Regions from separate parts of the Podarcis muralis genome. Here region 1 is linked to region 2. The links are chromatin contacts, called in public Hi-C maps. All regions are on one chromosome and are shown on one strand. The core of a region is the stretch at or near the end of the contact, and the rest is flanking DNA. Distances in the headings are between cores, read along the strand shown.

Region 1 (3,275 bases), core at 520-3,019, 170 kb after region 2:
AGAATTCCCTGAAGCATATGCTGCAAGTCACACCAACTCTGAAGTGTTCCCAGTTTCAACTTCCTCTTCAAAACTCACTTCCTCACATGTCCACACTTCACTTCGGCACAACTCTGTGTGCACATTTCTCTTACCAGATTAACATATACAAAGTGCCCTCTGTGTACTTTTCAGGCTTCTGGTACCCATACATTACCCTCCTCGCCAGGCATATATCCCCACTGGTACTGCTGCCAGTTTTTCTCCACCATTTAATCATCGTCCACCCCACCCATAACTTTGACGAGCATGCATCCATTTTCCTTCGGCAATACAGTGCCAAACTACATTTGTCCTCCCTCTGCGTTGCCCCCACTTCTTTCCCAACATCCTCTCCTTGCGCATAGCCACCCCTACCTGCCATTCTCCCTTCCTCTTGGTTCACCAAGCCTAGGCACCGAAATGTAGCTTCCCTCTCCGGCTCCAGTCCCAAGCGCTCACTTGCCGTTAGCCCTGAAGCCTTATGTACGCCATTCCCACGTGCCCCACAACAACCCCCAACTCTGTCCGGCAATGCAAGCCTGCCCCTAAAACCCACCCTTCCTATTCTCCCCCCAACCCCGCCAAGCCATGGGCTTCCCTGCCCTGCCAGCTGGGCCTGGCTCGCTCACATCCACTCTTCCCCTCCGTATCAAATCACGCCCGCCATAAAGGCGCAGATCGTCCCAGGAAACGGGGCGGCATTCATTCACCCCATAACTACTATATTTCCCCCCCCCCTTAGGGCGGGGCCAAAGCCAGGCCAGGCTCTGAGGCGCCCACAACCGCCTGGGCCTCGTTTTTTTTTTTAGGCCGCAGTTCAGGCCACCTCCTGGTCCGGGACGAAAAGGGAGCCGTAACGGACAGAGGCCCCATGACAATGCAAAGCAGCTCCGGCCCGCCCTTCTCCCGCCACCGCCGGCTGCGGCTGCTACCCGAGGCCCGGCTCCGCTGCCGACTTGCGAACTACCGCCACCCCTCCTAGTGCAGCGTCGGCGGCGCCATGATGATCCACCTCTCTCCTTGGCTCCCTTTCCTTCTCCCCATCCCCCGCCCGGTGTCGCCCAGGCCCGGCCAGCAGCAGCAGCGGCCCCGCACTCACTCACCTTCATGTCGGGACATCCTAGTTCAGAGGAGAAGGCGGCGGCAGCGGCCCGGCCCGGCCCAGCCCAGGCCCGTCCCGGGCTCCAGTTCCCTTCCCCCCCCCCACTTCCCTCCCCACCCACCCACCCACCCACCCCCGGTCTTGGCTGTCCGGCACCGGCTCCGCAGCCTGGGCCCGGGCGAGGCTCGAGGCTGGGCCTAGCCTCTCCCAAGTCACCCCCTCCGTGTGCAGGAGGCGGCTCGCTTCGGCGCGGGCGGGCGGAGGGAGGCGAATCGACTCCGGCGGCGACGGCGGCGCTCGTAGTAGTAGTGATGGTGAGGCCTCTCCGGGATGGTGGCGGCGGCGGCTGCAGTTCCTCCCTCCCCGCCTTCCCGGGAGGCAGCAAGCAGGCGGGCGGGCGGGCGGGTGCCGCCGCCGTGACACGGTGACTCTGTAAGCTCGCTCAGGGCCCCGCCAGCTCCTAGCGCCGCCCTCCCGCCCGACGACGACAGCAGCGGCGGCGGCGGCGGGTCTCGTCGGTCTCCCTGGTCTATTCCCCTCCCCACGTCGTCCGTCGTCGTCGTCGTCCTACCACCACGCTCGGCGGTAACAGCGCCGCTGCCTCTTCCTCCTCCTCCTCCTCCTCTAGCCCGGCCTGCCTAGCCTACCTCCCCTTCTCTCTGTCTCTCCTCCCGCCCGCCGAGAGGAAGAGGAAATAACACAGCGGGCCAGAGAGGGAGGAAAGAGCCGGCCGGGCGGCTGAGGGGAGGAGGGTCTCGCCTTCCCCTCACGCACCTCAGACCCGCTCTCGGCTCTCAGTCCTTTTCCCTCACAAAACCGCCTTCTTTTCCCTCACAAAACGCGCTTTCCCCCCTCTGGGCGGCTACAACAACCGTTCGTTTGAAGAATTGGAATCAGAGAATGGTTGGAAGGGGACCCTGAGGGTCATCTAGTTCAACCCCCCTGCAATGCAGGGATGTCAGCTAAATTAGGCATGGCGGGTGGCCATCTAACTTCTGCTTAAAAACCTCCAAGGAAAGAGAGTCTTGCCACCTCTTTTGGGAGTCTGTTCCGCTATTGAACAGCTCTTCCTGTCAGAAAGCTCTTCCTGGTGTTTAGTAGGAATCTCCTTTTTCTGGTAGCTTGAATCCATTGGTTCATGTCCTAGCCTCCAGAGCAGGAAAAGAAAAACATGCACCATCTTCCATGTGACAAGTCCTTGAGATATTTGAAAATTGCTATCATATCTCCTCTCAGTCTCCTCTTATCCAGGCTAAACATACCCAACTCCCTCAACCATTCCTTGGTAAGGCTTGGTTTCCAGACCCTTGATCATCTTGGTCACCCTCATCTGCACAAGGTCCATCTTGTCAATATCCTTCTTAAATTGTGGTGCCCAGAACCAGTGGCGTAGCGTGGGTTGTCAGCACCCGGGGCAAGGCAAGTAATTTGCGCCCCCTAACCTGTGGATTTGCCCTAACCCCAGATATTGCGCCTGGTGCGGCCGGCCCCCCCTGCACCCCCCACGCTACGCCACTGCCCAGAACTGGACTCAGTAATCCAGGTGTGGTCTCACTGAGGCAGAATAGAGCAGTACTATGACTTCCTTTGATCTGGACTCTATACTTCTTGATGATGCAGCCTAAAACAGCATTAGCTTGTTTTGCTGCTGCATCACACTGTGGATTCATGCAAAGCTTGTGATCTACTAAGACCCCTAGATCCTTTTCACATATGTACTACTGGCAATCTAGGTGTCTCTCATCTTATATTTGTGCAGTTGGTTCTTGCTGCCTAAGTGTAGAACCTCTCCAATCTGTTAAGGTCACATTGAATCCCAATTATGTCTTCTGTGACATTGGCTACTCCTCCCTGTTTGCTAATTTCCCCTCTCACACTGTTACTCTTGATCAGTTTTCTGCCCTGGCTGTGGGTACCGGTAATTGTGTGGGTTTTTTAAACCAAAGAGCACCCCTCCCCCCCAAAAAAAAAACATATATTTATGTCTTGAAATCCACTAGAATTTCAAACTCAGAGTCGGAGACATATTTACACTTGTGAATCCTTCTCTTAATCCATTTTCTTGTTTACAGGTAAAAGTAGTGTAGTGGTAAAAGTACAGGTAAAAGTAGTATAGTCACACTGTGGAAGAGTGAAGAAGCTAGAGGGTTGG
Region 2 (3,050 bases), core at 182-2,681:
GACTGAACTATGGTGTTGAGGGCAGAACATAGACTTGTGGGAGTCTGTTTCACTGTCAAACAGCTATTACTGTCAAAAAGTTATTCCTGATGGCAGCATCTCCTGTCTTGTAACTTAAAGCTATTTGTTCAGGTCCTAGCCTCTGGAGCAGAAGAAAACAAGTTTGCTCCATGTGACAGCCTTTTAGATATTTGAAGACGGCTATCCTCTTGGTCTCCTCTGTACCAGGCTAAACATACCCAACAGAGAAAGTAGACCTGCCCACTCCTGCACCTGCCTTAGTCACACCCAAGGTAAATTGTTGCAATGTGCCATATTGCTGCCCTTGGGAAATATTGGGAAATTACAGCTGATGCCAAAATAATATTTGGTGCTTGCTTTTTTGACCATTTCAAAAAAGCCTTGTTTAAATTCAAGGTACTGGCTATTATATTACCTCTGTGAGGTCCTGAATGGTCCTGGACTAGAATATTTGAAGGGCCACCTCCTCCTGTATAAACTATCCATCAATTGCATTCATATTTGGAAGCCCTGCCCTGATTTTGCTGGCAAGAGTGATGAAGTTGGCTGGGATGTGTGTCTTTTTATTGGGCCCATCCTGATTAAGGACCTTCTTCCCAAGAAAGGCTAGATTGGCTCCTTCAAATATTTTTAGGTGAAGGTTTAGATGTTTTCTGTTCTGCCTAGCTTTTGACATATTTTAACTTATCTCATTGGTAGGTCCCTGGCTGACTGCCTTGCATCTGCATATAGGACTGAGGGGAATTCTTGTCTGAAACCCTGGAAAACTGTAGCCAGTCATGTATATAGTACTCTCATAGATGGACAAATGGTCCGGCATGATAGGCAGCAGCTCCCTAAGCTTCTATTTTCCTGAATGCAATATTCCCTTTTCCATCACTCCTTATACTTGAAGAAATGAGATACCTCTATGCAGTGTAGAGAACAGGGACTGCAATCAAAGGAGAACGACAAAATTAATTTTCACCTATGGCAACAACAAAACAGCCTGAGTGGTCCCTGAATATCATCAAGTTGAGGGGTGGCTTTAGGCTGTTGGTTGTTATTGGTTGTACAAGTCTGTCTGCTATTCGTCCACCTACCTGCTTTGACCACCGTTTCGAGCATCTTAAAAATTCCCGTACTTTCCCCTGCATTTATGCTTAAAGATCTGGAATTAAATCCACATGCCTCTGTGCATTAGGTTTTTCTTTTGGTTGGTAAAGCAGGCACGTGCTCTGTCACTCGTCATCAGGTGTCTTTAAAAGCCTGCGGTATTAACTGCAAAGCACCTTGGAAGAGATTTGCGGCCGAAGATATTCTCTATAGTATGGGTGCGCACGGGGGGGGGGGGGGATCTAAAAGGAACCCTTCCCACATTCAGATTTACAGCACTGTTCTAATCTCTCTTCTCTCTATGCCACCTTCCCATGCCAGCTCTTTAGAAGCAGCAGCGCCCCCTTTCCCTTTGTTTTGCTTGCGATCGCCTTCCGTAAACAAAGAAAAGCAGCAGGCGAGCCAGCCCAAGGCCGCTCGGCCAGCCTCGGCAGCGCCGGAGCCTAGAGGGCAGTGTGAGCGCCGCCGCGGCCGCAGCCTGGAAAGGCGGAGCGGCAGGAACTGCTAAGGCGAGGCGTTTTTGACATCAGTTCCTCTGGCGGGGGGTGGGAAGAGTTTTCTTCCCGAAAATGCCACAAGTAGAAAGCGGCGAGCCCCGGGCGGCTGCCCTGGGGCAGGAGGCGGCGAGCGGGCGCGCCCGGTGAGGGTCTGCTGCCGCCGGCGGCGCCTTCGAGGCTGCGCGCCTCCTCTTTTCCCCTCCTGGGAGCGAAGGAGCTTCAGTTAGTGGCGGCGGCAGCAGCAGCAGCAGCGACGTCAACTCCGGCCCCGCTCGCCGTCGCACCCAGCATGAGCAGTGGCGGCGGCGGGCGCTCGGGCGCCCGCGTGGCCGTGAAGATGGAGGTGGCCCCCTTCTACGGCGAGGACGGGCTGGAGCTGCTCCCGGACTTCGTGCAACTGCCGGGCTTCGCGGGCGGGCCCGGCGCAGCGGGACCTGCGGGGCTGGAGCCGGCCGAGGAAAGCGCGGCGGACCAACAGCACAAGCTGCTCCTGGTCGGGAAGAAGCAGCAGCAGCAGCGGGACTTGGTGGCGGCGGCGGCTGCCACCCCCGGCGCTGCCTTGCCGCCCACCGGTCCCTTCACCTCGCTGCGCCCCCGGGGCGGCACCAGCAACGCCGTGCACCGCCTGATCCCCGACGCGCCCGGAGTCGGCCAGGAGGTGGGCTCGGGCGTGCTGCAGCCTCTGTTGAAGCTGCCGGCGGCCGCCGACCTAGAGCAGCTGCTGATCCAAGCGGGCAGCCCTGGCCTGGCCGGTCCGGCCAGCCCCGGCGGCGGAGGGCCTTCGGTGGCGGCGGCGGCCGGGGGCTCCTTCTTGTACCGGTCTCCGCAGCCCTCCGCCCAGCAGCAGGCGGTGACGCAGGAGCAGGAGGGCTTCGCCGACGGCTTCGTGAAAGCCCTGGCCGACTTGCACAAGCAGAACCAGCTGCTCGGCGTGTCTCCGGCGCCCCTCTCGCCCACCGCCCACCCGGGGGGGCCCTGCTGCCCTCCGTCCCGCCAGGAGTCGCCCGCCGTCTACACCACCTTGGGCGGCTTCAACCCGGCCAGCCCCTCGGCCGGCGGCACTTTTTTCCCTCCCCAAGTCGTGGCTCGCCTTCCAGCGCCCGGCTCGACGGGCAGAGCTTTGGAGGAGCCTCAGACGGTGCCGGAGGCGGCCGTGGTGTCGGTTCCTCCTCCTCCGCCACCTCCGGCGCTTTCGTCCGGAGACTCGCCGCCGCCGGCCTCCTCCTTGTCCCCGCTGGACGCCGAGAGCCAGGAGCGCCTGAAAGCCGAGCGCAAGCGGCTGCGCAACCGCATCGCGGCCTCCAAGTGCCGCCGGCGCAAGCTGGAGCGCATCGCCCGCCTGGAGGAGAAAGTCAAGGCGCTCAAAGGGCAGAACGCCGAGCTGGCCGCCACCGCCAGCCTCCTGCGCGCCCAGGTCACCCAGCTGCAAGGCCGCGT

The links. Hi-C and Micro-C count contacts between places; a contact is called where the count stands out from the background.
Region 1: a contact with region 2 is called in a Hi-C map of blood, with 4 times the contacts expected there. The contact joins the promoter of KCMF1 here to the promoter of LOC114587396 in region 2. A contact is called at or near these places in 2 of 3 Hi-C or Micro-C datasets (blood and tail).

Annotation. Positions count from the first base shown.
Region 1 is chr17:11,234,043-11,237,317 of rPodMur119.hap1.1, forward strand. It overlaps KCMF1 (potassium channel modulatory factor 1), which reads right to left and starts at 1,770. Exons shown (of 7, transcript XM_028712983.2): 1 at 1,125-1,770. The coding sequence starts at 1,140.
Region 2 is chr17:11,067,585-11,070,634 of rPodMur119.hap1.1, forward strand. It overlaps LOC114587396 (transcription factor JunD-like), which reads left to right and starts at 1,432. Exons shown (of 1, transcript XM_028711571.2): 1 at 1,432-3,050. The coding sequence starts at 1,903.